Linked DNA regions of Gossypium hirsutum: all the other regions are linked to region 1. Evidence: chromatin contacts called from public Hi-C data. All regions are on one chromosome and are shown on one strand. The core of a region is the stretch at or near the end of the contact, and the rest is flanking DNA. Distances in the headings are between cores, read along the strand shown.

Region 1 (2,946 bases), core at 266-2,765:
TAATAAACTCCATTCTCAAACTATGCTCTGTCAAGCCACCCGACCCATAGGCAATATACATGGTATAGAAACCAATAATTATAGTAAAAATAAAAAAAATTTTATTCCATAATTCTTGTACCTAATTAATTTAAGCAGATCCCTCTATTATAGAGACCACAATAAATTAGCCCTCTACTGTACTATATAATAAAGGAATTTGACAAACACTTTTACCTTACTTTTAAATTATGCAATTAGTCCATAATTTTTAAAACCAATTGTTAAAGACGTATCAGTTCTATTTTTATAATTTTACTTAAATTTTTTAAAATTATTTTCCATATACATATATTTAAAATATTAAAGAACATGCATGTAAATTTCAAATTTTCGTTGAAAAAATATTTCAATAATATATTTTTTAAATTTATATAATCAAAATGAAAATTTTAACTCAACTATTGGTTGAATGTTTTAATCATAATTATGCTATAACTAATTATAACAAAACAAATTCTTAAGAATCCTAATTAATCAAGAGTAAATTAATAACTATGTTTTTTTTTGTCCAAAAATGAAGATTTGAAGTCTTGATGGGTTAATTTAATCATGAAAGCAAAAGTCTTTATAATAAGAATGCAATGCGGTTATAACTTATCTATTCATAATTAACCTTTATCTTTGTATATGGTTAACAACAACAATAACTTTATTTTAGTGATCAAATGAAAAAAAAATGTGACTAAATATGAAAAGTAAAAAAAAAAAAAAACTATTTTCATACACAATTAAATAAAAATAATACTATTGTTCTATAACTGAGAATTCTTCCCCGGATAAGCAATGTGTTAATAAGAGTGAAATTATTCTACCCTGGATAAACAATTTGTTATTCACATCATATTTAACATATTTTACACTTTTCAACTTCGTAATCTATAGATCAAATAAATATTGATAGTAATTATATTCTTATTTGAGCACTTTAAAAGGTAGTAATTCTGTAAAAGTTAGGCCTTTACATGAACAATTTGAAAATTTTGACTCTTATGCATTTAACCATTTTAAAATTATAGTTAATGAATTATTTCGCTTGAATATATATTACATATAAAAGAATATACTTATGTTTTTCACTTTATGATTTTACTGATAATGGACAATGTGCATTCATTTCTGGTATCAATTTATATTCTTTCATTGCGTTTGATACAATCCATGCTATAATTAACGTCATTTAGTGTCTGAAAAAAAATAAAAAAATAAAGAAAAATATTTTTATGAGAAATATAAGAAGGCTTGAGTGCTTATGAATACAAGAGTTGTTTGTAGATTACAATGTAATTAGTACAAAAAAATGGCTAAGCTAAAACCTTGAGATATTTTTCAAATAAAAAACCAAAGTATTTATACAGTATAAAAATGGGAAAGATTCAATAGAAAAAGCAATGAAAAACTGAAAAAAAGACAGCAATAAATGGTTTTAATCTTGGAAAGAGTTTTAAGGGTTAAGAACTTTGCTACCGTACTAAAAATATATGGATTAAGCTCTTGCACCGTTGGTTGGCTTTTTATCCACCCCTTTCGTCGTACAAGGTATCAAAAACCACTCTGATTTCATCCTCTGACCTTCGAATTGTCGTAAAAAATCATCCATAACCCCTTCTCCTTCTGCTTTTCATCTCCACCACTAGCAATCTCATTGACCAGCGTCAACAACCCATTTTTTATCAAAGAAAATCCTCTATCGCAACCAGTCGTTTGGCGGTTAAGTAGTCCATCACCACCCCTACTTTGTCGCCCTTGTAATTCAGTCTATCGGCCAGGTTTTCCATGTGATGGAGATCGTTATTCGAAATAATAATGTTTGGCTTCGGTATAAGCCTTTACCTTTCTCGTGGAGACTTTATATGTGGCGCTTGCTTTCCCCTCATTTTTTTTATTGTGTAATTTGCTCGGACGCGAAGACTGGTCCATTTGCTATGCCAATAATGACTTTTTTCCCATGGAGTCTTTGATGGCTTGTGTTTTTATATGAACTTTTTTTAGGTTCCACCTATCTGTTGTTTCAAGTTTGCAACGTTTCCAACACTAGGAAAGGAAGGGTTGGCAACCATTGTATTGGCTTGAATCCACCTTCGCTCCCTTTGATTCAAGTGTTGAATCCTCTTAGGTTGCCTGACTAGGGCATTAGCTTTATTGGCTATTAAGGCCTTTGTTTTGTATTGGTTGAAGCTTTGGCTTTTATTATTTGTTAGAAACTTTTGCTCTCATTCGCATGGACCGAATTTGACTCCAATTACTTTTTCTCATTGAGAGAGGGGAAAAGGCCCTTAAAAGAAAGCAAATGTAATCCCTCCGGATGGAAACATGTACGTTGCAAATGCTCCAAGTACAGAGTTACAAAGTCAAATTTGAGAATGTGAAATGAAAGAATCCAATAAAGGGTTTTTAATTTTCACAAGGAAAAAACAGTCAGATTTAACATGCCCGGTGAAGCTTTAAAGAGGAGCAAAAATGAAAAAGAAAAACAAAGATCCAACTACCAAAAATTATATCAAGTGCAGTATTTCTCAAGGTTCATTTCGCTCCCCTACAAAGGTACACCACTCTTCGACTCAGTGATTGACTGCTGTTAAATCTTTTTCTTCATTACCAATTTACTATATTTTCTCACTCCCATTCCCCGTAATTCACTAAAATGCCCCTCTTCTCTCACCGCTCCTCCGCCTCCAGCGGTTCCGCGGGATCCGCTCCGCTTCCTTCCTTCTACTCCGCCAAACCCGTCAAGCCCTCAAAGCCCTTTTCCGCCTTTTCCTCAACTCGAATTCCTTGGCCCATTCTCGTCTTTTCACTCCTCTGCCTCCTCATCGGTCTCGCCGGCACCCTCTTCGCCCTCTCCGCCATCCGCCGCAACCAACCCTTGCCCATCTTCCGATGCGGTACATCCGAGGACACTTTCCG
Region 2 (2,946 bases), core at 298-2,797, 330 kb after region 1:
TATTTAATTAAAAATCTATTTTCATCTTAGCAACTGAATATCCAAGTTGATATTTAAAACTCATTTAGACTGTCATAAGGAACTATCGTTAAAGAGGTAATAAAGTTTAACGGTAAAGTGACCACTTTATAACAAAACGATAACGTAAGTGATTAAAACATAACATTTCAAACATAAGTGATTAAAATATAATATGAGATAAACAAAAGTGACTATTTTATAATTTACCCTTAAATCAAATATCATAGTTGGATACATGTGTGTTTGAATTCGAATTAATTAAAGAATTTATATATTCCAATCCATTAAATATTCTCAAGAGTGAATTTGTTATTTACACTGTATCTGTTGCGAATAGTAATTAGAATATCTAAATTTACTTGTATTAGATATTAGGATAAACTTCATTACAGGACACACAATTATGCTTAAGTTTCTTTTGTAGTCACTTAACTTTTAAAACTTTCAAAATAATAATTCAACTAATTAAATTTACTTATTTTAGTCTATTTTTATTAAGTTTGTGATAGAAGCAAACGGGTTAAATTGAAAAAAAATGCAATTGATTGGTCTCTAAAGTTTTTTGTTCTCATATTTGACTTAATTAATTTAGTAACTTTGAAAATAAAATTTGTATTATTTAAAAACATTAAAATTTATATACTGTTGTAATAATAATAATAATAATAATAATAATAATTTATAGCGCCACCCCTAAACGTAACCTAAAACAAAAATATGGGACCAAGCGTGGAGACACATGCCATTTTGTTTCCAAACTTGTTCTTCAAGTGAAGTCGCAATATTTACAAAGAACAGGTTCCTTCTTAGAAACTTCTCAAACTCTCAAACCATAACTTCAACTTGGGTTTTTAAAATATATATTTGTTATTTTGGGTTGGCTAAGCCATCAACCGTTCATAGGTCAAAGGGTTGTTTATCGTAATAATTCTTCAACTTTCCTTTCACAAATAAATAAATAGATCATGTATGTAATTGATAGGTTGCACGAACGGATTGTTTCGCAAGTAATATATATATATATATGCTTTTCACTTCTCAATTAAATATAGGTATTTCATTTATTGTACATGTGGTATCATTGTTATTTTATTAGTACTAATCTTATATTTTAGTTTAAATATGGATATGTTATATTTTAATTGTAAATAATAATATTTAAAAATTTAGTCAACAATCTCTTGATTTGGTAGTCCCAAGAATATTATGTTATAAATATACGAATTTAGATTTAATCCCAGATAATTTCAATTTCTTTCTTCAATATATTTTAATCAACAATAAATTATATAAAAAAATAATTATTTTATGGGTGAGGATTTCAAGCTTTACATTTAGAATTGAAAGAGCAAGACATAAAAAATGGAGGGGAAAAGGTTATGTATAAATAGTACTATCAAGGGAAGAAGAAGTAGAATTAATTGATTAATTAATTATTAAATTTGAGAGTGTGTGTGTTGGAGGGAATGGGTGAGCGGTTAATTTAAAAGTCTTTTCAATTACGGGTAGCTTAGCGGAGAAGAGTGCGCAGCTTAAGCGAGTATGCTTTTAAACCAGTGGGCGTAGGTTAAGTCTGCAGATGGAATAATAGAAATAGAATAAGAAATTAAAAAAAAATAAAAACAATAACAAATTTTCAAAAAAGGAAAAAGAAAAAGAAATTTATAAAAGAAACGGAGAACGGGAAAAAAGTCGCCGTTGATGATCGATGCCGAAAATGAAGCATTTATTAAGGAAACTCCATATCGGCGGCGGTTTAAATGAGCACCAACGGTTGACGGAGACGCAGCCCGTGGTCAGCTCAAGTCCGAGTACGAATTCAACGGGACAAGAAACGGCGTCTTCCTTTTCTTCTTCTTCGGCGTCTTCTGTTGGTTCAGGTACATTGGGGAGAATTGGGGCCGTTGAATCGGCCGGGGGAGATCGGACGGCTGGTGACGAGGTGGATTTTAATTTATTGGAAGAAGAGTTTCAGATGCAGTTGGCTTTGGCGATCAGTGCCTCGGATCCCGAGACGGCTCATATCGACGCTGCTAAAAGATTTAGCGGAGCCGGCACTTTCGTGGAGTTACTCTCGCTTCGTTATTGGGTAATATATTCTTTCTTACTTTATATATTTAAAAACTTTATTATATCTTTCAGTTTTAGGTTATCGAAATTGCATTTCTTGTTTGAATTGGTTATGATATCTAAACGTGTTATATAATTTATGATTTTTTTTTCTTATGACATTTGTTTTCTTTTATTCATAAATTCTGATTGCATTTCATGTTTCCTTCTTATACAAATTGCTACTATGTTTATTTATTTATTTATTTGATTCCATTTTCATTTTCATTTGCATTTTAAACACGAGGAGTCCTCAACTGCGGATCACTTTTCCAGAATTCCTCTTTCCGGTAGTAATTTTGGATATCCTTAGCTTTCCACGTCATTTTCATTAGTCATTGATTGATTCTGATAAAAAAAAAACTTGTTAAAGCTTTCTTTTTTATTGTTTCTTTTGACAGATGCTTTTGGTTTGCATGTCGAAGCTCAATTAATCTTTCTACTTCTATTAATTGAAGTTTTGCTAAATGTAGCATGGTACATCCTTTCTGGTTTTTTATTGATTTTTCTCTGATAATTGCTCATCGTTCTACTACTTGAAGATTTGCCGCTCACTAGCCTGCTACGGGTTGTGTCTCTATTATATGAAAATTTCCTTTATCTTATAGGCATGGCGGTTTGGGTTTTTTAATCTCTGCTATATAATGCCAGAGTCCTTTTTAAATATAGCTAATTGGTAAGCCTTTTTCCTTATGGTTTATTGCTATAAAGTAACTTTACATGTATGTTTCTTGTTCTATTAGCAGGGAGCATTAATTTTACCTTTCCTGTTAATACAATTATTTTTTTTTTCGTTCAATTATTAAGGTAGAATGT
Region 3 (2,946 bases), core at 209-2,708, 280 kb before region 1:
TGTTAGCTTTCGAGCTACATATAACCTTAGCAACAAGAACTTAATGCTTGCACAACTCTGAAGGAGTTACAATCCTATGAGTTGATGTTAAATGGTAGTAAATCGGTCCGAAGAGCAGAAGCAAATATAGTTATAGCTTTTTCCTTAAAAGGAAAGGGAAAACGCTCTGAGAAAGGCAAGGCTAAGGTCTGTGTGCCACCACAAGTGGTAAGGAAGAGAACTAGAAAGCCTAAAGACTTATCTAAGTTTAAATGCTTTATCTGCTGTAAGAAAGGGCATTTCAAGGCTAACTGTAAAGAGTGGAAGGAATATCTAACTACCAAAGGCAAATGCATGAAACTTTTTATAATAGAAGCTTGTTTAGTGGAGGACTCAATAGGCAACTGAGTCATTGATTCAGGAGCCTTAAATCATGTTTGTATTTCTCTACAGGGGTTTGAGGAGACAAAAGATCTTAGAGATAAGAGTTTATCATTGCATACCAAAACTAGGACAATTGTGGCAACCGAAGTAGTGGGAGATGTATACATCTGTTTTGATAATTTTAGAAAGATTATTTTAAAAGACGTTTTTTTATGTACCAAGTTTCAAAAGAAACTTAATTTTAGTTGTATGATTATATAGAGACTGCTTGATCGTGACTTTTAATAATAGAATTGCAATATTTAGAAATTGCAATATTATCTATAATAGATGGATGTCAAATAATCTCTATTTTATCAAATAAAGATGTACACACTGCTTGAGGTTGAAATAACAAATAAAAGACTTAAAATTTCTCACTCTAATGAGGCGTACCTTTGACATTAGAGACTTGATCATATTAACTAAGAAAGAATAACTAGACTTGTGAAAGACGACATCTTAAGTTTGCTTAAAGAAGTTGATCTTCCACCACGTGAATCTTGCTTAGAAGGTAAGATGACTTAGTGATCTTTTAATGCAAAAGGAATAAGGGTTGTAAAACTTGTAGAACTTGTGCACACTGACGTACGTAGTCCCATGAGCGTCAGTGCAAGAAGTGGTTATGAGTATTATGTAACCTTTATTGATGATTATTCTAGATATAGGTATGTACACCTTATGCACCGCAAGAGTGAAACTTTTGATAAATTCAAAGAGTTTCGTGCAGAAGTGATGAACAACTAGGTTTACCCATAAAGACACTTTAGCTTGATTGAGGTGGAAAATATCTATCTAATGGGTTTTTAGGGTGAAGAAAAATTTTACACAATGCGTGTTTGTATTATTGATTAGGTTTTAATTTTAAATAAGAATTTTGATATTAAAATATCTCACAAATTCAAATTTAACAAAAAATTATAATAGTATAATAAATGGAGCTTCAAATTTCAAATTAGACTAATAGAGGGTTTAAATTATTAGAAACTAAATTTCTAGAGTTTAAAAACTACAGGGATTGAATGATTATTTAAACCAACTTTCCTTTAGAATAAAAAATACAGGGGTTGGGTGAATGTTAAAAGGATTGGAATTCCAACAAGCCACAACCGATTGTCTTCCACAGGCCCATTTTTCATGTCATCCAAATCCCACTGCAACGGTGAGAGAGAGAGTGAAAGAGAAAGCTTAGGTTCCACGCTGCTAAATTATAAGCGAAAATGGTGAATTTCATGCTGAAGATCTCTGCCGACCTCGAAAACCTCACTAACCTCCAGCCTCAGGGCGGCTGTGACGATCCTTCCTTTCCCTATCTCTTCAAGGTCTCCCTCTCTTTCTGTTTCTTCGCCTGCTTTTTGACTTTGATTTTCTTCCTTTGAACTCAGCTGCAGCTGATTTATTATTCTTATTGTTGCTTGAATCCTGAACGTTCTCCGTTTAATTCTTTGTTTCACTTCGAATTTCAGATTTTTGAGTCGATTTTTTTTTCTGTTATTGAATTTTAGCCTGTTTTGGGGAATAAATGCTTATAGATATGGGCAATCCATTATTTTAGCTGAATTTGAATTTATTTTAGCTACTTGTTTTGGCCTTATTTTGTATCAACTGCGAATAGACGTGCATTGACTTTATCTATCCATTATTTTCTCTTCTTATTTTATTTCGAATCGATTTCTTGTTTCATTTATGTGTTTTCAACATCGTTCTTCGGTCTTTTTCTAAAAATATCGTTTTTAGATGGCTATGCAATTGAAATTTCTTTGATTCCTTTCATGAATTTGCTGGAATGTCCTCTTCTTAAGTATTCGGATCCGATTTTGTTTTTTTTGGATTTTAGTATCTTTTTCTTGTTCTTCTTTCACCTATGTACTTAAGAGTTAGCAGCATCTGTCATCTTCTCTTGTTTCTGCATATCCTTGCTTGTCAAGGTCTTATTTCACTAATATTTGAAATCTTGGATTTGCAGCTGAAGTGTGGGAGGTGTGGAGAGTTGAGTCAGAAGGAAACATGTGTGAGTTTGGGCGATACTGTTCCTCTTCTACAAGGCAAGGGAACCACCAATCTTGTTCAGAAGGTAATATTATATGCTTGTGTTGCCAGTAAATGCATTAGCTTCAGTTGAAATTCATTAGGATCTGTTGAATTTAGGTTTGTTTGTTTGCTGAGAGCGTAGGGGGGACAACAGAGACAAATTCTAGTTATTATAAGTAATACTCTGAGTTCTACTTAGTGAATTTCTTTTAAAGTGCTCATTCAAGTTGAATCTAACCTCTCACTTGGGCTGCATATGGTAATACTGGTTTTGGTTTAGCAGAAAGGAAACCTGCTGTAAATATTAGAGGGTAAGACTACATAGCCAACAGTTACCCCAATCATATTCTTGTTTTTGAGATTCCCTATCCTGTATTCTGTAATTAGGAAAGCTCTTTCAGATAGACCTGTCTTGCATTTTACGCCATTCAGATATCTAATATAGATAATTTATGTGTTTAACGTGTATAGAATGAGACTTTTGCATTCTTTATGGCATTACTTGTAGTTACT

The links. A called contact is a pair of places that touch in the nucleus more often than the background predicts.
Region 2: a Hi-C map of hypocotyl shows a contact between it and region 1, with 3 times the contacts expected there. The contact joins the promoter of LOC107962871 here to the promoter of LOC107897070 in region 1. A contact is called at or near these places in 3 of 34 Hi-C or Micro-C datasets (callus, hypocotyl and leaf).
Region 3: a Hi-C map of leaf shows a contact between it and region 1, with 1.9 times the contacts expected there. The contact joins the promoter of LOC107897078 here to the promoter of LOC107897070 in region 1. A contact is called at or near these places in 3 of 34 Hi-C or Micro-C datasets (all in leaf).

What each region holds. Positions count from the first base shown.
Region 1 is chrA06:31,668,091-31,671,036 of Gossypium_hirsutum_v2.1, reverse strand. It overlaps LOC107897070 (probable beta-1,3-galactosyltransferase 12), which reads left to right and starts at 1,515. Exons shown (of 7, transcript XM_016822406.2): 1 at 1,515-2,946. The coding sequence starts at 2,684.
Region 2 is chrA06:31,338,150-31,341,095 of Gossypium_hirsutum_v2.1, reverse strand. It overlaps LOC107962871 (probable serine/threonine-protein kinase SIS8), which reads left to right and starts at 1,547. Exons shown (of 13, transcript XM_041115744.1): 1 at 1,547-2,110. The coding sequence starts at 1,730.
Region 3 is chrA06:31,952,299-31,955,244 of Gossypium_hirsutum_v2.1, reverse strand. LOC107897078 (CXXC motif containing zinc binding protein) reads left to right here and starts at 1,458. Exons shown (of 4, transcript XM_016822415.2): 1 at 1,458-1,724; 2 at 2,369-2,476. The coding sequence starts at 1,623.